Linked DNA regions of Hordeum vulgare: all the other regions are linked to region 1. A link is a contact called in public Hi-C data. All regions are on one chromosome and are shown on one strand. The core of a region is the stretch at or near the end of the contact, and the rest is flanking DNA. Distances in the headings are between cores, read along the strand shown. Region 1 holds the start of LOC123440108. Region 2 holds the start of LOC123444136 (65-kDa microtubule-associated protein 3). Region 3 holds the start of LOC123444134 (pre-mRNA-splicing factor ATP-dependent RNA helicase DEAH7-like).

What was found. Hi-C and Micro-C count contacts between places; a contact is called where the count stands out from the background.
Region 2: a contact with region 1 is called in a Hi-C map of leaf, with 4 times the contacts expected there. The contact joins the promoter of LOC123444136 here to the promoter of LOC123440108 in region 1. A contact is called at or near these places in 6 of 6 Hi-C or Micro-C datasets (leaf, seedling and an unstated tissue) and 1 of 1 datasets of contacts at active chromatin or transcription factors (embryo).
Region 3: a contact with region 1 is called in a Hi-C map of seedling, with 2.9 times the contacts expected there. The contact joins the promoter of LOC123444134 here to the promoter of LOC123440108 in region 1. A contact is called at or near these places in 2 of 6 Hi-C or Micro-C datasets (leaf and seedling).

What each region holds. Positions count from the first base shown.
Region 1 is chr3H:438,397,173-438,401,937 of MorexV3_pseudomolecules_assembly, forward strand. It overlaps LOC123440108, which reads left to right and starts at 2,700. Exons shown (of 1, transcript XM_045116687.1): 1 at 2,700-3,585. The coding sequence starts at 2,810. The coding sequence ends at 3,373.
Region 2 is chr3H:438,119,190-438,123,598 of MorexV3_pseudomolecules_assembly, forward strand. It overlaps LOC123444136 (65-kDa microtubule-associated protein 3), which reads left to right and starts at 3,056. Exons shown (of 13, transcript XM_045120757.1): 1 at 3,056-3,214; 2 at 3,414-3,495; 3 at 3,597-3,803. The coding sequence starts at 3,421.
Region 3 is chr3H:437,950,928-437,955,803 of MorexV3_pseudomolecules_assembly, forward strand. LOC123444134 (pre-mRNA-splicing factor ATP-dependent RNA helicase DEAH7-like) reads right to left here and starts at 2,707. Exons shown (of 1, transcript XM_045120754.1): 1 at 1-2,707. The coding sequence starts at 2,609.

The DNA.
Region 1 (4,765 bases), core at 1,450-3,949:
TTAAATCAAATATTGCAAGATAGGTTGACTTCAAATATAGTACTCGTTCATGGACTAGCATCTGCTTGCATATCTGTACTACTTCGTCTATGAAGTAACCCATATGATGTGATAAAGTAGTGCTCCGTTCCCATAAATCTTACTCTCACCTTACGTGTTATCGGCAAATGTATTTCATTTTGCCCGGTATCGTCTCTTGCATTTTTCTTTCTTTTTGCAGAATGGCGTCTCTTGCATATTTGCGCGGGGCAATTAATGATTTGCCTTTGTCGGTCAAAAGACATTTGATTTTCTTTATGCCAGCTATAATATATACACCCATATATATAATTTGTTCAATAGTAGGCCGGTAGGCAGGCAGGTTGCAAAATTTAAGCCAGTATTCCACAAATCCAGCCAAAAGTCAAGAACTTTGCAATCAAACAGTGAAAACGCTATCGCTGGATGGACTAGACCGTGCCTTGTGGGTTTGTCTTTCCAACGAAAAGTCGGAACCACCCTGTCCATCTCAAAGTCGAATGGAGGACACAAACACAAGAAGTCTGATCACTGGTCACACCGTCAGGCGCCTGATCATCTTGCCTTGTAGAGTTTGTAGTACCACGCACGGCCACGCGGGGTGTAGGTTTCTTTCTAACTGATCAACACAAGTGGATTTTCGCGCTAGTTGGTCGTAATATGTCACTGATCAACAAGTGGAGTTTGGGTGGCTGGTCGTCATATGTAATAACTGATCACAAGTGGATTATACACGCAGCCATGCGGGATGATATGCTACAAGCCATTATACAAGATTATAACTGATTAGCAAGTGGATTTTACGGGATAATGGTATAGGTTTCTTTCTCGTCCAACCGGCCAGGAAGGGAGGTAGGGAGCCCAACCGAAGCCGAACGAACGAACCCCGTCCGGTGACCTGTGGTTGGACCTCAGGAGGCGGGAGTTCACCTTTGCAATCTGAGAAGGTGAAAATGACCTTTACAAAGAATTTTTTTAATCAGTGATTCCGAAGATGAGTAGGTTAGGCCGTTCGGCCCGCTACCGTTCAATTGGATTGATGGAAACCGTCCGATGCGTCGCCGTTTTTGTCAATGTATGCGTACGAAAGGATCCTTCTGCATCTCATCACTCCCTTCTATCTCATCGGCCGCACATGTTCTTTCGTTGTCGCCTCTCGTCGCTAGTCCTCGCTTTTGGTCGCCGTCCTTGCCGGTTGTCCTAGTCGCCGGTAGCAGCCCTCGTTGGTCGTCCTCGTGGCCGTCTTCGCCCATGCTCCCAAGCATCCCCATCTATGGGCAAACCCTAGCTGCAATGGTCCTGGGGACGCATCATGCAATGGCGATGGACGGGTGCAACGACTAGTAACAAACGTCGGTGCGCGACTTAACGGAGGCCAGACTTGAACCGTCGCATACCCATGTGTTGCAACCACTGGAAAAATAGCTTTAATCCATAGATGGAAAACTTCAACCGGGTATGAAGAAAGCTTCAACCGGCACTGCGAATCATGGAAAGATACAACCGTTGACATAAAGTGCTTCAACCTTCGATGAAAAAAGCTTGAGAGAGAGCTTTAACCAAGCGTTGCACAAAATGGAAAAAAAGTTTCAATCATTTACAAAAAATCTTCTATCATGGATGAAAAAAGCTTCAACCGTTGAGGAAAAAAAACTCCAACCAGACGCTACGCAGCCTGAGAAAAGTTACAACCGCTGACAGTGAAAACCGTATATGAGAGAAGTTTCAACCTGCTATAAGCGACATAAAAAGCTTGGGAACAACGACCAGGGGTTATCGAGATGAAGAAGCTACATGTGTTTTTTGGTGGAATCACGAGACGAAAAGCTGCGCAACCAGAGAGGCGATTTGACGGGACCAATGCCAGACGACTGTGATGAGTTGCGACGGTGGTGAGCTGCATTAGCGGCATGGCAGAGGCGAGACGGCGTGCGCCGTGCTTACCATGAGCTGCAGGTGAAGCTGGAACGGCAGCCCCGTGCTTGTAGCATCAGCCGCGACATCGCTCGTCGGCCTATGGTCTTTTGCAGAGAAGTGTGTGGGGCTCGGCTGAAAGTGAAAAAAAAAGAGCTATAACGTTGTGTGGTGAGGGGACCATGAAAACAGAGATAAGGAAAAAAGAAGGTTCACAGAGATCCGTCACACACGCGTCTTAAGTTGAACAAGTTTTTGTTGACGTGCGAAAACCACATCCGGCGCAACTCTTCGACCAGCGCGTCATTTTCAAATGTTTTCCTTTTTTCTAACCGATCAACGAGTGGATTTTCACTAGTTGGTCGTAGTATGTCACTGATCAACAAGTAGATTTCTGCTAGCTGGTCGTCATATATACTAAGTGATCACAAGTGGATTACACGCGCAGCCACGCGGGATGATGTGTTCCAAGATTATCACTGATCAACAAGTGGATTTCACCCGGTAATTGTATGGGTTTCTTTCTCGTTGAGGGAGGGAGTAGGGAGCCCTACCGAGCCCGAACGAACGAACCCCCGTCCGGTGGCCCGTGGTCGGTCGGCCCCACACGCAAATCCTCTTAGACGACGACGCTAACACACCTGGCCACCACCACCATCACCACCCCACTCCTCACTCAGCTCTCCTCTCGCTACCCACCACGCCACCGTCGTCACATCGCCCATCGCACGCGTTTCCCCACGCCACCGCTATATATATCCCCAGCGCAACGCAGCCACACACACGCACCGAGCCATCACCAACTCCCATTCTCATTCCTCGCACTCTCTCTTTCTTTTATCCCCTTTATCCTTCCTATCCCCGACCCCTCTTCGGCATGGGGAACTTCGCGTCCTGCACGCTGGCCAGGATCCCCGGGGCGGCCAAGGGCGCCAGGGTGGTGCTCCCCGACGGCGGGATCAGGCTGGTCAGGCCCCCGACGACGGCGGCGGAGCTGATGCTCGAGGCGCCGGGGCATTTCCTGACCGACGCGCGCGCGCTGCAGGCGGGGCGCCGGATCGAGGCGCTCGCGGCTGACGAGGAGCTCGAGCTCGGGGGCGTCTACGCCGCCTTCCCCATGAAGCGGCTTGGCTCCAAGGCCGCGCCCGCCGACGTGGCGCGCCTGGCCGCCGTTTTCGCCAGGGAGGCTCACGCCCGGAGGCCAGCTTCGGCCAAGGTGGCGGCCATCGTCGTGGCGCCGCCCGATGTGGCCTCGGTTGCCGCCGAGGCGGACATCGCGCCGGTCAGGGCCCCGCGGTTGGATGAGATGGCAGTGGACGACGAGGCGGCTGCGGCGGAGATCGGAGAGCTCAAGCAACGGATAAGCGGCGGTCGCTTGTCGAGGCGGCGACCGACGTTGGAGACCATACACGAGGAGAGCTACGCCGCACTAGTATGCTAATAATGCAACACAAGTCCAGTAGCCATCTAACAAAACGAGAGATGGCAAAGGCCTTCTCTCGTATTCTTATTCTTTTTTTCTTTTCTTTGACCATGTGTAAATATTGCTGCCTGTTTTTTCATGTATTTTTGAGCGATGAAAGGGCAATTGAACCCAAAAAAATTAATGGTGGGCAAGTAATGAATGAATGAAGGAGATCCAACATTTTTTTATCAATGAGTCAAGGAGGTCGAGAAATGCTCACTTACACATGGCCACGGGCAACAGTAGTACTCCCTCCGTTCCTAAATATAAGTCTTTTAACATATTTTATTAGGAGTCTACATACGGAGCAAAATGAGTGAATCTACACTCTAAAGTATGTCTATATACATTCGTATGTAGTCCACTAATGAAATCTCTTTAAAGACTTATATTTAGGAACGGAGGGAGTATAATTCTACTAGTGTCTTTTGTTTTCTTGTTTTGTTTTACTATTAATATCAACTTCAAATTTTCCTTTTGTTATAACTCAACAAGGACAAATGATCTTTCTTTGTCTAAAGGATTCATATGTATATACAACGCGGAGCCGCCTCGCGGTGAACCTGGACAGCCCAAACAACAACTTTCATTGAAATGTTATAATAAAACTTGATGATTTTGTTCGTGATTTTCATTGGCGAAATGTATATATAGTTTCATGTTCTTTTGAAAGAAGAAAAACAATATGTATATTTCATCATCTTTTCGAAGAGTACAATTAGTTATTACATGTTTATTTTCCATCACGGAAATCTTCCCGTTTAGTTTCTTGAAAGAAAGGAAAGATAACAATAATTGTATACACCAAGAAATGGGCCAACCCCAATAAAAAAACACAACGCTGTGGAGAGCTAGAAGTTTTGATTAGCTAGTTATGTCAAGCTCTACATGGGTCATTCAATCACCGAATTGATAGGCTCTTGGCAAAACTTTTTATTTCAATAAAAACAATCATGCATTGCACATTTCATATGTTTTTAAAGGTACATCTCCAGGCTTCTAAAATACAATAAACTTACTAGAGGTACATTCTAGGATAATATATTATCCCCCAGATTTTAGACATAAACCAATTTTTACCCATGGTCAATAGCACCTCTGTTTTATGTTTTTATCAACTTCAATTAGACCCCCCTTTTATTATGGTTCAATAACAACAACGAACACTTCTTCATGTGAAGGTTTAATGTTCGTATATATATATATATAAGTTAACGGCCATTTATCTCACAATCTAATTTTTGACTAGGAAAACCGTAGAACAATAGTTCTACGGTTTTTTAATTAAAAAATAAAATATGAAACAATTACAAGCCATCAAGAAGGCCCAAGTCTCTTAACAGATCAATCTATACCTGTTCTAGGGCC
Region 2 (4,409 bases), core at 1,806-4,305, 280 kb before region 1:
CTAATGTGGGATTTATTAGGGCGCGTGGGCCCATGTGTCATTGGCTCTTGCGGTGGTGTAATTAGGCTAATCGAGCGCATGTCATCGCTGCTGGTGATTAGTCACGGTTGCTACGTAGGATGCGGTGGCGATGCTCGTCCAACCGTTTCCGGTGAAGAATGAAGGCGCGTCTGGGTTCGTTCGAATGCCCATGGAGGGGCGCTTCCAATGGTGGTCGCGGGGGTGTCGGGGACGACGTGTAGTGGCGATGGCGGTGAGCATATGCGGTGGCAGAGCTCGATGGTTTGCAGGCGCGACGCTCGGGACGCGAACGGGCCGACTGAGCAGCGCTGCCGAGTCAGGGGGCGCTCTGGAACGTGTCGGTTGCATGAAGGCAACGGGCAGAGCATAGGGAGCACACGGCGTTGTGGCAATGGAGGAGCCGAGCCTCGGCTCGTGCGGCCAGGGGAGCTAGAGGCACGGGAGAGCAGCGAGAACGGGGGGAAACGGGGTGGCTCATGTCGGGTCCGATGGCGTCATCGACGCTCCTCGACGGGGTCCCTCCTCTCATCCGCCGCAATCTTCCTCCCCTCAGCTGCATTCCTTTCCTCTATTTCTTGTGAATTGAGCATCTTCTTCTCTCCGGCATACTCCTTGCGTGCATTCACTATTGCTTCAAACCCATCTTTGAGATCATTATCTCCTAGTTTTGAGCATTTCTCTTTTTTCCTTCCATCCGGCCTCTTTGTCTTGGGTTTGGCAACATTGTCTTCACCACTTCCATCATTCTCATCATCTTCATCAACCGCCACTGCCTTTCTCTTGTTTGGAATCTCATACAAATCCCTATTGTTCAACTTCTCATTTTCAAGATCACTCCAACAATGATGTAATGTAAATGGTTTCCCTTTCTTCTTCTTATCTCCTTTCTTCCCTTTTCCTTGGAATAAACCTTGAGAAATGCTTACCTACATGAAGTATAAATCAAATTGTGTTAGACATAAAATAGAAAGCAAGTGCAACACTTACATTAAATAGAAAGAAAGCAAGGAAATTTCACCTTATCATCGTAGTTACAACCACTTGGATTCATTTTTTCCACATTTGCCAAACAAGAAAACCACTTTTGACATTCACTATTAATAGTGTTCCATCGACGACGAAGGAAAACAGACGATCGTACAACCCCGCTAGTGTTTCGCTCATAAAAAAATTCCTTCCTCCTCAACCATTATGCGTTGGACGCTTGATCGGTTCCAACAACCGCATCAAGATAAACTCTCTTCGATGCCGCGCAAATCAACACATCTTATTCATTGCTATAATTCCTACCTCTACCCTTCTGGTTAACAAAACCCTCACCTTCTATGTGAGGATTATCTTCACCATCATGTGCTTCAAAATTTTGACTAGGAAAATCTTGAGATGGAAACTCTTGATGGCCAACATTTGTTCATCATCAATGCTACATTATAAACATGTTTTTTTAAAAGATGGACAACTAAATCATATAAACTACATGCTAATGAAAAACATGAAATTTTTTTTACCCTTCTCCACCAAAGAAGGGATCAATTGTCGACGACGTTGGCGTGGCTGTCACCTCCGACAACGTTGGAGTGGTTGCCACCTCCGATGGCGGTGGAGTACTCTCCACGATCGAAGGAGGCTGACTAGCCGCCGTAGACGCCGCCGCTCCAGCAGCCTCTACGATCGCCTACTTTGACCTAGATGGTAGTTTCTCGACGACGTATCCTCCTAGTCCATGACTGGCCATGGGTTTCTTCTTCGTTTCACTGACGGCGGCGACATGTCGGGGAGGAGCAAAGTCGCTGCCTCTAGCACGACCGTCGGGGGGAATGGGGGCGGCAGAAAGTGGCGGAGCGGCCGCGCCGACGAGAAGAATCAAACCGACGGTGGGCGCGACACCCGCGAGGAGATTGAAGGCATCGACATCACGGCGGAGCACCGACGGCGCGACAGATCACAGAAGGTGAGGGGGCGGGATGAACCTTTCGAGCGGCGGTTGGAGTCGCGCGCACAACTTTCGCGTTTTATTCCACCGCTCGTGGTGATGTATATATGGGTCACCGAAGTTATTTTTTACACCGTGTCCTAATTTTTTTCCGCCAAATTTACATCACGGGCTGCTATTGGAGACCACTTTTTGGCCTGTGGTGATGCAAAAAACTGTTATTTATTGATTTGCATGACCTATTGAAGATGCTCTTACGTGCCCCTCCCCCACCTCGCATGATTTGTCTAGTCGATTTGGCAGAGTGATGCCTCACATTGACAATGAAAAACACTCTAGAAGGGGTGGGAGCCATGCAACCTACTTGAGTTGCATCTTTTCCATAAACCCTGGTTCCAACAGCCATGAGGTTTCAAAACGAAAGCGCTTTGACCTAGATAGTGAATCGTTCCTTGACTATAGAAGCAGGGGTGAGTGATTGGGACCAATCCACGTAATGCCACTCCATTACAAACTCTTTTTGAATATATCAAATTTAAATAAGTTCAATTTAGAAAAAGCTAAAATTTCAAACACTCTAATACTATGGGACGGTGGGAGTATTATTTCCACCAAATTTGACTCTTCATTTCCCTCCAACTTTTTGGCTGTGTTTCACGTCTGTGCATCTTACCAAATCCTGTCTCGTCATTTTTGACAGCAAATGAAACAAGTCACTTGCTGATTTGATACGCTGCAACAAAGCATTAACTGTTCCTCCTAGCCAACTGCTGTCACGAACTCAAACTCCTGTCACAAAGAAGGGAAGCCAACCAGTCAGCTCCGCGGTCCACACGTGGCGACCCAGGAGTGGGCCCCGTCCGTCATCGCTACCGGGCGCACGTATCCAACCGGCAGCCGACCTGGCAAGGTCGTCCCCCAACGGGCCGGACGAGCTTCCCATCCGGACCGTCGAATTCAAAACGGAGGCCCCCGGATGCGGCCCCTCCGGCGCCTGCGCAATAAAGATCCCCGCTAACGTCTCTCTGCGGCTGTCCCCTTCCTTTGATTCCTTCCGATTTTTCCAATCCCCCTCCGCTCTTCTTGCCCCCCTCCCCCTCCCCTGTTTCAAAACATTTCAAATCACTCTCCATCTCCTCCTCTCACCCCCCTCCTCCGCACTCTCTCGCTCGCATCCCAGGACCCAGCCGCGCGACCACGACCCCTCCGGCGCTCCCACCGCCGCGTCTCGCCGGCGAATCGCCGATACCGCGCAGAGAGGTAAGCCCCGAACCCCCCGCGGGCCGTTAGAGCCCCGCCCGCGGTTTCCTCGGACCGGATCTGGCTGCTCGCCCGCTCGCTCCCCGTGAGTGTGCGAGGCGAAAACCCTAGCTCCACCGGCGATTACGCCTCCCCGTTCCCTGCTTCGCGGCCGGTTCCCTGCCACGGCGTCCGATTTGATCTTTGACCCACCTTGCAGATTGCCCATGGCGATGGGTGGCGCGGTGAAAGACCAGCAGCAGCAGCTCCACCCGTGCGACTCGCTTCTCCTCGAGCTCAACGTACGCCGCTGCTTCCCGATCCGCAGTGTTTGCTGCGCTGTTTCTGGTTGTTCCCCCCGCGTCTGCCTCCAGGGACTGAGGGATTTTTTTTCCGGTTTCAGGTGATCTGGGACGAGGTCGGCGAGCCCGACTCGGTGCGGGACAAGACGCTGCTGGAGCTAGAGCAGGAGTGTCTCGACGTCTACAGGAGGAAGGTCGACCAGGCCAACCGCTGCAGGGCTCAGCTGCGGCAATCCATCGCCGAGGCCGAGGCCGAGCTCGCCGGTATCTGTTCGGCCATAGGCGAGCCACCGGTTCACATCAGGCAGGTTTGTTCCTGGCTCCACTAGTGTAGCACGCTGCCATCTCGAATACTGCTAATTATTCCTTTGGAAAGAAAATAAAAGAAAAGAAGGGGAATAGTGGTAATTATGGATAGATGATGGAAGGAAAAATTTAGCAGCAATCTGGAAACTGCACTTTGTTTTGTATGCTCTAATAGCTAAGATGAAATAAATCAAATAGGACGACAGCTGGACTGGACTATGTATCCAACACTCCAGTTGGTAGAGGAACCAATAGACAGTAACAGGCCATCACTAACTAAACTCATTTTTTTACTAGTGTTAGTATACCAGGAAATATGTAAATACAACTTCATTTTCCACTTCACTTTGAGTTGAACCAATAAACATACAATTTCCTACGCTTAAACTATTCTACAGCCATTGTAACTAGAATGCTACTGCTTGGGTTATGTGATCACCATTCACTGTATATGCATGACACTCATAATCTGTTGCATCGGAGACTTGACAAACTACTAGACCCTCCAATTCATATTAATATGGATCAAAGAGTACATGAATTCGGCTCAATTCGATGTATTTCGCCAAAAAAGTGTTCAATTTGATGTACATACACCACGCTTGTAA
Region 3 (4,876 bases), core at 1,457-3,956, 450 kb before region 1:
TCTCGATCATTGCACAATTCACCCTTAAACTTCTGCTCTTCCCATTGCAGGTATACATTGAGGAGTGTTAGATGGTCAGACTCCGGTACAAAAAACTTCTCCCTTGCAGCGTCACTCTCCTCTTCTCGATCTTTTGGCCGGAAGAATACTGATGGCACTGAGAGCATGGATACAATTGTCAGTACTTCATCAACACACCCCAGCTCCTTCCCCATGAGAAGCATTTTTGCCAGAGTTGGGTCCAATGGGAACTCCACCATCTTCCAGCCTAGATTTGTAAGGCCACCAACATTGTTCAAGGCACCCAACATCCAGAGCTGGTACATGGAGCTGAGGATATTCTCCTTGGGAGGTGGGTCCATGAAGTCAAAATCAAGCAAATTTTTGACTTCAAGGGATTTCAGTAAGAGAACCACATTCGCAAGGTTGGTCCTTTGGATCTCTGGCACGGGGTTAGGGAGCATCTCATTCTGGTAAGCTGATTCCGTGAACAGCCTGTAGCATGTGCCAGGACCAGTTCTTCCTGCACGCCCTGCACGCTGGTCTGCGGCTGCTCGACTGCATGGAAAAACCTGAAGAGCGTCCATGCCCATCCGTGGATTGTATACCTTCATCTTTCCATATCCAGTATCGATGACATACAAGATACCATCTACTGTCAGGGATGTCTCAGCAATATTGGTAGCAACAATGCATTTGCGAGTGCCCTCTCCTGCCTTCTGAAAGATCTTGGCCTGCAAGTCAGCAGGCAACTGTGAATAGACAGGCAGGATTGAGAGCTTGCCTACAACTTTGGTGGATGATGAAATTAGCTGCTCCATGCGCTCAGCGAGCGCATAGCAAGCAGTCTCGATTTCTTCCTGCCCGGTCATGAAGATGAGAATGTCGCCAGGGCCACTCGTTATGTGGATTGTGATGGCCTGCTTCACTGCCACTTCCACATAATCTTCACATGGTGTTTTGCTGTACAAGATATTTACTGGAAATGTCCTTCCAGGTATGTGAAATATAGGCGCAGAACCAAAGAATTTTGAGAATTTGTCTGCATTTAGTGTTGCAGATGTGACAATTAACTTAAAATCCCGTCGACGTGCAACAACCTTCTTCAATATACCAAACAAAACATCGGTGTTCACTGATCTCTCGTGTGCTTCATCCATGATGATAACCCGATATTTGTCCAGGTCAGCATCTTTCAAGGTTTCACGGAGAAGCACTCCATCCGTCATGTACTTTATTTTTGTGTTACGACACGTGACATCCTCGAACCGAATAGCATATCCAACTTCTTCTCCAAGCACGGTTTCCATTTCGTCACTGACACGCCGAGCAACACTCATGGCAGCCACACGTCTTGGTTGAGTGCAGCCAACAAGGCCAGTTCTGGTATATCCATCCTCATGCAGATATTGAGTCAGCTGAGTAGTCTTCCCAGAACCAGTTTCACCAACGACCACAACCACTTGATTTTCCCGCACAAGTCCGAGCAGGTCATCCCGGACAGAAAATATGGGAAGGTATTGCCTTTGTTGAGAAAGAGATTTCGATTTTGCAAAATCACTGACTGCTTCTGCCTTTTCCTTCAAGTGTTGTGAAAACTTCAGCTTCTCTTTGAAGTCAACATCACCTTGGTCACCAACAAGCGCAGTGTCAGCATCAACCTGTTGGGCTGTTTTCTCAACACCCAAAATATGTCCTAGCTTAGATCCAGCAAGCTCCCAGAAGCGTTGCCTTGACTTGTTCATACTCTGCTTTTCACGAATTTCCCCAACCAAAAGAGAACCTTTGCGCGCAATAATAGCCATGTCAGATGTTGGGTCCTTGAGTGGCATCACAGGCTCTGCTTGTTTTGCGAACACAACTCGTTCGTCGAGGAGGAATGGGGGTTTCGTGTCATGAACAAGCAGTACCACTTTACGCTCATCCTCGTTGTCAAATTCCGTTTGCACCTCTGTTCTTCTAACAGCCCCGGATCTGAACAACTGCCTGTTCTCCCACTGAGCATTCTCCGCGGTAACCTCTGACAACCTTTTGCTCTGAGCAAGAGTCATCAGACTGCCATCCTGGCGAGTCAGCTTCTTGGATAACTTTGATTTCTTATTTTGATGAAATGAAGCATCGTCTCCAGGATAACTACCGGCATTGAATAGAATGCTGTGTTCTTCGCAGCCATACCATGTTAGATCAGCATTGTAATCCATCTCTAGCATCATCTCCTCAGTGACCTTGAATTTTATGTCAGCTGTTGGGGGCCTTGTACCAGCTTCAGTGCCCTTGCACGAAGAAGAAGTCCTTCTTGAGGAGGAGCCAGACGGGCGTACGGTCGCGGCAGGCAAAGAAGAAACGTTGTCCCAAGGGGATGGTGCCGGATGTTGCCGCTGGGATGCCGGTGGACCATCACGGTACTCCCGGCGAGGTGAGTCCCATCGGCGGCGGCAATCGGCTCTCGCGATTTTTCCTGATCTGTGCTCAGCCGCCGCTTCTTCTTTCTTGTGGGGACGAGGCCTGGATGCATTGCTGCCTTGTGCTTCCCGTTTCCTCTTTGCTAGGACGTCCAAACCTAGAGCGGAGCTCCTTGGGCGATGCGGCAGGATCGGACCGCCCTGCATCGCGTCCAGGTGAGGGATCCGATTGTTCGTTCTCGGCAAGCAGGAAGAAATGGAAAACGGAACGGATGGATTGAAGCAAGCTAGGGCTTACTTGGCCTTATAACAACGTAGGGATCCAATCGCGTCCTGAACGACTGATGGGAGGAGGAGGAGTTGCTCCGGCGGCCGCGGACGAAACGGCTCCGGCGGCGACTGGTTCTGCGAGCCGCGACGGGTCTGGAGCGAATTTGCTTGGGGTTGGGACTTGGGTGGGTGAGTCCGTATATATTGGTCAGCTTGGCTAGACCGATACAAGGGAAAGACTCCGAGTTGGAAAGTTCCGTGGAGACGGGATACGTACCTGTCCGGGGCTAAAGGGGATCGGCTCCCAACTGGGATCATCAACACGTCTAAAAAATTAAGTCATGCGAATCAACTTATAGTTTTTTTTAACACCTTCAAAAAACTAAACCGATATATCATTTTAAGATTTACAAAGTCACAGTAGACACCTCGTTATCTCTAAAAATCATGAAATAAATTAGAAACAAATACGAACATGACGACTTGAACCCGGTTGTGCTGGGGATATCACGATCCCTCTAACCATTCAATCATAGGTTAGTTCGCGAATCAACCTGGAGTTAGATGGTTATAAAGACTGTGATATTTTTAACCCATCAAATTTCAAGTCCTTGTGCTTACATTTATTTCTAGATTTATTTCAGAATTTCAGACGATGCGCGTACGATGACTTCATAAATCTTAATATGATATACATTTTACAAAGGCACCACACGTGTCTCGCAGTTGACATGAAAAACCTCTTTCACTGATAACCATTTTCGAAAGACTGGAGTAAATTTAAAAATAATGCGAGCATAAATATCACGTCTACGACATAAACCCTAATCGGCCAGGATAACTATCCTTCTAGCCGTTCGTAAATGTCATTTTTAGGTAATTTTTAGATTTTATTTAGAACTTGTTTGGGATTCATCCGTTACAAACCCTAATCGGCCAGGATAACTATCCTCGTAAATGTCATTTTTAGATAATTTTTAGACTTTATTTAGAACTTGTTTGGGATTCATCCGTTACCAAATCTTGCATAGTTCTTTACGGCATCTTCAAACCGGACCTTGAAATTGTGTGCATATGTCCAGACCGTATGGTCGGGGCGTGTTGTGTCATCCAACATGGGTCTCTATCTGTCCGCTGAACGGTCCGGACTTACTTTTTTCAACAAACACAAGACACATTAGGGGGCTTTGCGGGAGTTGAAACTGCAAACACGTATGACTCCGACACCCAAAACCCCTTCCGGAGTTCGTGCCTCCATCCTCTCATTTTCTCTCCTTCCCTTTTCTCTTTTGCCCGTTCCGCTACCCCGTCCGACTCGGCACACGCATGCCGATACTCAACAAGTCTGTGACCTCCAACGATACACCCAAGCTCCATGCCACTTCTCGTGTACCGTCAGGACGAGCCTCTCCTCAGACCGCCGCTCAGGTACGATCCACACCTACGCTACTCACCATGCCCAACAAGTATTCATTGAATTGCTCGAGCTAATTTTTTTGCCCATTCTTATTTGAAGCAATGGATTCGGATATGGAGTACATATACGAGCATTATATTGAGTCGTCACATGGCTCGCGTGATGAGAAAGACTACACTGATGAGATGGCTATGATGCATGTGGTCCATGCAGACATGCAGCGTGCGGAATAGCATGTTCTCAATTTCAAAGGATCGATCAATGGTCACTGAGTGCTCAACCGCAACAGGGCGCACGACCATTTGACGCTGATGTCAGATTACTTTGCCCTCAATGCCCTCTTCGCTCACAATCTTCGTCAAATTTTCTAGATGTGAAAAAATGTCTTCGCTCGTCTCTACCGTGGGGTCGGGTCCTTTGATGACTACTTCATCTTGAAGAAGGACATTGGGGAAAGGATTGGATTCTCCAGTTACCAGAAGTGCATGGTTGCACTGAATATGCTTGCATATGGCACGTGTGCTGATTCATGAGACGAGTATGTACGAATATGTGAGAGCACATGCGGATATGACATGGTCAGGTTTGCAATTGTCGTGGTGTCGTTATTTGGACCTTAATACCTAAGAAAACCAAATGTCGCAAACACCTAGAGGCTCTAGGCAATCTCAGAAGCAAGAGGGCGGCCAAGTTTGCACGGATCTCTTGACTGCATATGCATTGGAGAAGCTCATCCCTGCCACTATACAATCAATATGCATGAATACAACATGGGTTACTATCTAGT